Regions from separate parts of the Anser cygnoides genome. Here region 1 is linked to region 2. A link is a contact called in public Hi-C data. All regions are on one chromosome and are shown on one strand. Each heading gives the region's core, a stretch centred on a gene start, on an enhancer-like site or on the middle of the called end of the contact. The rest is flanking DNA. Distances are from core to core; before and after follow the strand shown.

Evidence for each region. A called contact is a pair of places that touch in the nucleus more often than the background predicts.
Region 1: a contact with region 2 is called in a Hi-C map of granulosa cells, with 3 times the contacts expected there. The contact joins two enhancer-like sites. A contact is called at or near these places in 4 of 7 Hi-C or Micro-C datasets (fetal liver, granulosa cells and liver).

Annotation. Positions count from the first base shown.
Region 1 is chr19:2,587,701-2,591,451 of Taihu_goose_T2T_genome, reverse strand. It overlaps PMP22 (peripheral myelin protein 22), which reads right to left. Exons shown (of 5, transcript XM_048075958.2): 4 at 955-1,095. Among named protein-coding and RNA genes, the nearest start is that of PMP22, 10 kb to the right of the region's middle. Within about 2 kb of position 1,536, at least 1 of the 3 cell types and tissues checked has open chromatin away from gene starts, as enhancers often do.
Region 2 is chr19:2,482,494-2,486,454 of Taihu_goose_T2T_genome, reverse strand. TVP23C (trans-golgi network vesicle protein 23 homolog C) reads right to left here. Exons shown (of 7, transcript XM_066980316.1): 7 at 2,581-3,961. Among named protein-coding and RNA genes, the nearest start is that of TVP23C, 7.9 kb to the right of the region's middle. Within about 2 kb of position 1,919, at least 1 of the 3 cell types and tissues checked has open chromatin away from gene starts, as enhancers often do.

The DNA of each region.
Region 1 (3,751 bases), core at 287-2,786, 110 kb before region 2:
TAGGAGATTTCATGCCACATTTGCCAATAAAGGTTAGGTCTAAAATGCTCCAGAATTTGCAATGACCAGTCATATAGAAAATGCTCTTCCTAAAGTTCAGCAGATGAATTTTCCCTCTGATTTAGCAGCAGGACCTAGGGTGGTTTTCAGTTTTCCAGCTAAAGCTCTAGCAGACAACGAGCCTCCTTCCCAGCCAGCTGAGTGTTAGGTTCATACTTTAGCCAGAATCTCCTTGAAGAATTTACTTTTTCTATCCTCAGCACTTGAAAATCCTCCTCACTGGTTTCATACGTGGAAACGCAAACGGAGCCAGTGCCTCCACAGCATCTATATTTGGAGAGCTGCAACGTAGTGCAGGAATCGTGGCTCGCTTCCAGCGCCGACTTCTTAAGAGTTAAAAATAGCAGCTGACAGTTCAAAGGCAGCTGGCTCACCCCGCACGCTCCAGCGGCTCCTTGCTGATGTGGGAAGCACCAGGCCCCCTTATGGCAAGTTTATAAATAATTCTCGGATCCTCTTGTGCCAAAACAGGATCTTCACTACGTCCCCACCCTGCCAGCAGCTGCGGAAACCTCGCCCAGCTCCCCGAAGGTGGATCCCAAAGCCAGCCCCATCAGCATTTACCCAACACCGTGGGACAAGGCAGCAGAACAACAGCCTGGCCCCTGCCCACCTTCCCCAGGGGTGCTCCACTTGCCTGCCCCTCCAAAATCACCCCAGCTGGTGGAGCAAATCCCTGGTGAAGTATGGCCAGAAGAGCACGGTGCATAACGTGCCCCGATGGCAGGACACCACCTGGGGATGCGAGAGCTCTGTGGACCCAAATGATTCGTACCTCTTCCCTCCAAGGAGCCAGCTTGGCTGCCCTTCCTGCCCTCCTTTTCCCTCTCCTCTGCTTTAAGCCCATCCCCAGCGCATCCCCACAGCCAGCCCCATCCATCAGCCCCCACTTACCAGCAAGGATTTGGAAGATCCCAGTAATGTAAAATCGCCCGCCCTTGGTGAGCGTGAAGAGCTGGCAAAAGAACAGGAAGAGGGACAAGACGCTGAAGATGATGGAGAGGATCATCATCGCCTGGACAGACTGCAGCCATTCTGTGGAAAGACAGACAGAAAGCTCAGCGGGGGCATCACTGATGGCATCATGCCCTGTGCCACTGTCCCACCATCCTGCAGGGCTCCTGGTTCCCACTCGTGCTTCTGTGTGGTTTTGGGGACATGGACACATCCAGTGGTATGCTGGTGGCTATTCTCGTCAAGTGTGATACTGCCTGGGGCTTTTGGACAACGTGTGCATGGACCAAGATGCTGGGAAAAAGGAACCACGGGGTCACGCTAAGTGGAGAAGCACTTAAAATAAGAGTGCATTTCAGCTGTGCTGAGAACACTGAAACCACGTGCAGCGAGGTGGGAGACCCCGAGCCAGCCGCGCTCGGAGGCAGAACAAACACGCAGCGAGCACAAACCCCTCTGCCCTTGTGGGGGAGCCTTTAGGAAGGAGCCAGCAGCAGCTGCCAAATGCAGCTCTGTCCCAGAGCCGACCAGTTAAACCAGCCCCTGCGTGAGTCACTGCCCAGCTATTTCCAGGCCTCGTGGGTGTGTAACTCCCCGTGTAAGAAAATATATATAAATAAACAAGGCAAATGCCTCTCCGTCCCATGAACAGAAAGAGGCAGTGCCTCTCGCCACCAGGATGGGGTTGTGCTGACAAATACTACTGCTTTTCTTTAAAAAGATTGGGCTCAAAATGGATATTCTCAGCATTCCTGCACGTCTTGAGAGGTCCTTAAGGATACAGCATGAATTCATTCACCACGAAAACCAGCCCCGTGCTCCTGTCGCAGTTTGAATCCCACCAGCTACGCTCCCCAGGCTGCACTTTCTGCAGCACATAGTGGTTCTGTGGAAAAAAAAATAAGAGCCTGAAGCACAGCAAAACTTCTAAATGAAGCTATGCTTTGGCTTAGCAGCCTGCGACACTCAGTGCAGCAATGAGGCCGTTTGGGACTGCCAGGGGCAGAGGTGAGCACAGCGCTAACGGAGGTGAGGCTGGATGGGATCCGGAGGGCACTGCGCAGCCTGCTGCCAGCACGGCGATGACGATGCACGCCTGAGCCCTTCCAGCAAAAGTTCCACAAGAGAATAGCAAATCCATGCCCGCAGGGAACATCCTGTGCAATTTGGTAATGTCTGCCTCGTCTGACTTGAGACCATAAATTCTACCTCTTGTCTCTGCGTCCTGCCTCCTGCTGTTCACACAACAGACCAAGCGCAGGCCCCGCTCCCGAAAGCGGACAAAGCACCCAGAGTGGCCCCTGCTCGTTGCAGACAGATTTTTTTCCTTCCCTTCCTTCTCACGCTTCCCATGCCAAATTACTCCACAGCATCAACTCGCAGAAGAGCTGACGTGCTCCACTTGTTCCAGTGCCAGCAGGTTCACATCCACATGCACCAGTTGCTGTAATTCCTTAGGACAGGGGAACTATCGATAACGTCACATCCAGGAAAGCCCAGTGCAGTTTTCACACTGACAAGCACAGAAAATATCCCATATATTTCATCTATCACACACTGGCCATGCAGGGAACCCCCCTGCCTGGGCCACCCCAACCCCTCATCTGCAGCCACGCTCAGCCAGCTGCGATGCAGCGGGTGCCAGAGGCAATGCTAACATCAGGTCATAAATCAGCGCTCAGATGGGAGCAGAGAAACGTGGTTAGAGGGTGTCCAGCTGCAGAACTGCCATCCTATTTCCATGCTTCAGCACAGAAAGACTCCCACCCCAGTCCTTTTGTCATTTGCACGGCCACGGGGCCAGGCCCAGAGGAGCCCTTTCTGCCCAGAGGTGGATGCTCCAGCTGCCGGTTATTTTAGGCAAAGGCTGTCTAGACAGAAAGCTGAGCTGCTCTTCTAATTGCATCCGCCTCCCCATGCCTCTTTTTTGGTTCTGAATGTGAGTGATTTATATGGGCTTGCAAAATCCCATTGTCATAGAGAGCCGCGCTGGAGGAATTTAAAGGCAGGCAGGGGGAGGAAGGGGAAGCCCCCCATGGACCAGGGGCATTCAGGAGCCGGTCGTGCTGCCCCACTGCAGCCAGAGCACAGCCACGGCACAGGCTTTCAAGCAGGGAAGTTGGGAGATAATCCCACAGAGCAGAGCTCTGGGATCAGCCCCATCCAGCTCTTTTTGTTGGCCTCCTGAGGGTCCCCAGCTCATCACTCAGCCCCTCAGGTGCAGCTGCTGCACTCCCAGCAAGTCCAAGCCCACAGCCTTCAGCTGCATTACAACAGCTAATTGCCTTTAATTCATTAGAAAGCACCTCTATGACTGCAGCTAGCAGTGCTAGCTCCTCAACCCCATATGCTTTCAACTCCTTTGCTATTAGCACTGTGTCCTACCTCCAGGCTTTTAAGAAATAAAACAGGTTTTCCCCGGGGAGGTCTGGGTCCCTGGAACTGCACCACGGGGCTGTCAGCACTGTTTACTCCCAGGCTGTTATTTGTGGTTTCCCTGGGCAGCCAGGCCGTTGTTCCATGTTCCTCCCGCATCTGCTCAGCTCCGTGTTTATATCTTTGTTCTTCAGGAGGAGGAAGAAAAGGGAACAGAGTGGAAAGGGCAGATAACACCCTGCCCACTGCTTCCTGAGAGGACCCATCACAGGCAGTTTTAGAGCCCTCTCAGACAGAAATTATACAACAAGTGTTTAGAAAAGAAACTCTAAATTTTCCCTAAGCTCTGCAAGCCCCGATG
Region 2 (3,961 bases), core at 670-3,169:
GGCATTAATTGTGGAGCTCTCTGCAGCAGGACACTGCAGATGCTAAAGGTTTGCGTGGGCTGAGAAAGGAACCGGCCAAATCAATGGAAGCAAAATCCATCAGATGAGAGAGCCCCAAACCTGCGGAGGTACAAACAGCGCTCCTGGGAGGCACAGCTGTGAGTTTGTCATTTCCATTCGGTCTTTGCCAGGCACGTGGGATTGGCGACTGCCCGGAGACAACCTTGGGTGCGACGGGGTCAGATGGATCCAGAGCACCGTTCTTACCGCTTCGAGGAAGAGCTGGGGGCGCGGGTGCCAGCTGCAAGCAGAGGAGGAGGCTGTCCTGTCCCCACGGTGGCACGCAAAGGCTGTGCCTGCCCCTGCGAAGCAGGAATGAAACTCGAGCAGTTGAGGGCTGCAGGGTGCGACCGAGCAGTGGAAACCAGCTCAGCACATCCCTGCCGTCGGCTGCCCTGCGCCACACCACGGAGGATACGAAGGAGCCGGAGTCACATTAAAGTCCCTTTGCTTTTGGCGCACAAAGACAGGCGACGACGGGCCTGTGCTCCCCCGGCGATACAGAAGTGCTGTTATCAGGAAAACAGGAAGAGCATTTCCTCTCTCTGTACCCTTCGCCTGCCTTATCAGGGCGGCTGGGAGGCTCTCGCTTTGCTGCGGGTGGGGAGGGGAGGGCTGTGTGCAGGAAGATGGGACGCCCGCTCCCATATTCGGGCTGCTTGCACGGAAAGGCAGGAGGGAAGCGAGAAATTCCTTCCTGCCAGGAGGCCTGGAAGCAGCGCTGGGCCCTGGCCAGCATCCACCCCTCCTCGCCCGCATCCCTGCTCCCTTTGGTCTCCCCAAAGGTCACTCTCCGCTAGTCACTGCAGCTTTTTGTTTAGGAAATACCAGCTGGGATGTCCTGTCCTGTGTGAGCAGGGCTGGCTGGGGCCTCTGCCAAGCCACTACAATAGACCTCTCCCTGCAGCCCTCCGGGCCCGGCCAGTCTCCAAGAAGGTCGTGGAGGAAAAGACAGGCTCCAAGTGCCTGGTGCCAGGCTGCCCGTGCCCACTCAGCGCCGTTTCCTCCTGCACCGCATCCTTGGCCCAGCAGCTCTGCCCCAGGGCAGGGGAGATGCACTGAGATGGGGCAGAAGTGCCTGTATAGCTTCTGTGCTTTGAGACTATCCAGACACATCACACTGTTAGAACATCAGGGCAGAAAACACATTGCTTTTGGAGGCTATGCTCCAAGGACTCAAAACAACTCCGCCTGTAAAATGAGGAGGATTTCAAGCCCACCTTTCAGCTTGCAACAACTGAGGCTCACTTGGCCATTTCAGAGCAAATAGTTGGAGTTTTTTTGTTTGTTTGTTTTTTTATTATTATTTATTTATTTACTAGTATTGCTCTTGGATTATTTCTGCTTCTGTGAATCCTGAAAGTTCAGCCAACACCCAGGCCTGGAGGTCTTAAGGTGGGGCCACCATGACGCAGCTAATGCTCGAGAAACTGACCTAGCGTGGATTCCCGAGACTTGCCTAAAAAAGCATATTCAGAGAATTTCCCCGTTCCGCTGCGACTCCCACTTCCTCTTTCACAGGAAACTCCAGCAGGCAGCAAATAAAAAAAAAAAAAAAAATCAAACAACTATCACACCCAAGTGGAGCAGAGATAAGAAATTTGGTTCTGATCCACGCTGCAGAGCAATGTGATAAAATGCCAGCTTCTCAGAAGCCAGAAAACTGAATGTTTGCCAAGAGGCTAAAAATAAGCCACAGAGGGCTATAGTTAAAGGCATGTACTAATAAATGTCTCTGTCCTTGATTAATCACACCGCAACTTTCAGAAAAGCACACTATTTTCCAGGAACAGCGTGGGGGGAGCTTTGGCAGCAGTAAACGTGAAGTCCAAAGCTTTCAACATGTTTTAAACAACTACCTCGCGGCTGAGGCTTTGCCGTAGTCAGCGCAGTCAGTCCAACGGCAGCGGCACACGGGGGGCTCCTTCAACAGCAGCAGAAAGGATTTCTGTTCCAGCACGCTGCAGGGGCCAGATGCTGCACTCGTGCGTCCCCGCGTGGCTGCAGAAGCACCTTTACTCCAGTGAGTTACTTCGGTTTGCCTGGTGACGTTCATTCATTAGAAACAGACCGTCCTGTCCAGGAAAAAGGGGACAAGTTCCAGCCACGTGGCTGCACTGGCGTTACGGCCACACGCTGCCACCTGCCAGCACCGAGCCTGGGACCTGGGCAGACAGAGGGGTCCTCAGAGCCCCCTCAAAAGCAGCACCTTCGGCACTCGAGCCAGGTCTCAATGAACAGGTGCACGAGGTGGTAGACCAAGAATCAAACTAGAAACAGCCAGACCGAGCCACCCCCGTCAGTGATCTGGCTGCCAGAGTGACACTTCAGCTGTATGACAACAATTCCAGCGTGCTTATGAAGAAGGTGTTTACACAGGCGAAGCTCTCCAAGACTCTCGGGGAAAGCGATGGGGACAGAGCTCATCATTAGCACTGTTTAACTTCAGTAACCCCGATCAACTGCAAGAACACTGAACATAAACAGAGCACAGCCATGAATCACAGAAGGGACACCTGGTCTGGTTAAACAAAGCATTCTTTTAATTTCAAGATCTTATAAATATATATTTACAAAAGGAAGGTATCAATCCAAAGAGTTAGACAAATGTACAGCTCCCGAGTATTGCTACAGTACAGGGAGACATATAGCATTAATGCGATCCCACAATTTACGATACCATTTATTCAAAAAGAAACCACATTCTTAATTTAAAATACCTCATCAGAAGTTCGCACTACCCCCCGCCGTGAAAGCACAAGCTGCCTTGAACAGTTTGATGTGACAAGAAGGACCTGACGCCTCTCACACAGAACACACCACTGCTTGCCACCTAGGTGAACACTTCACGATCGTACCGATGGTTTTTCCCAGCCCGCAGACCCCTTGGGGAGCACAGCTGGGGGACAGCACGTTGCATGGATTCAAGGAACGTAAGCGCCTTGCAGATCAGCACAGTAACGCCAGGTGTTCAGACGGCCCCAGCAGGCAGGTGATCCGAAACACCCTTTGGTCATTGAACAGCGGAAGGCAAACAGTCAACATCCAGCCTCGGCTCTTGTGTAAATGGGCAACCCCGAACCAGCTGCACGGGTGTTGAAATGAGCCCAGGGAGTTCTCTGCGTGTGTAACGCAGCCTCCTGGTACCCCTGCCAGCCACACTCCCCACTGCCGGGCACTGCGGGACGGTGAAGAGCCTGCAGACCAGAGCACACCACGTCCTCGTGGCCACAGGAACACACCAAATGCGTTATTACTGCCGTGCAGCAGTGACACGACACCAGGTGGCATCGCTGCAACAGCTCTGTCACCACCTGGTCCCAGATTCACTCCACCTCTGAAACCGTGCGTGCAGCTCTCCTTGCGGCCTGGTTTTACTCTGCCTGCGCTCTCCACACAGACACAGGCCAGCCGGTAAAAGAGGGACTTACCATAAATCCCAAGATTTAATCAAGGTTCCTGCGTAGATGTTACTGAGACCTCCAGGAACACTTCAGATTAATAGAAGACCAGAGCTGCGCACGAGTCACTTCTGCAGTTTCCACGAGACTTCATCCATCTTCCTACTAAGCCAACAGCAACGTTTCCTTCACTGCAACAACCTCAGCACCATTCAAATCACAGAATGAGAGACACAGAGCCAAAAAAGAGCTACCTAAACTTCGTAACAGAAGCAGCAATGACCTCCGAGAACGAAATGCAGCTGAGTCCACAACTGAAAACTACTTGAGGTACCAACTGCTGGAGGCGGTGGGGGTGGTTCCTGGGCACGAGACGGCTCAGCTTGTGCATGGTTTTTCAGAACGATGCCTGGCATTTTCATCCAGTAGGTAGAAACCTGCACCAGAGCTATCTAGGATGTTTTTTTTATTTAAAGTTCAGAAAACTTAATTCTAACTAA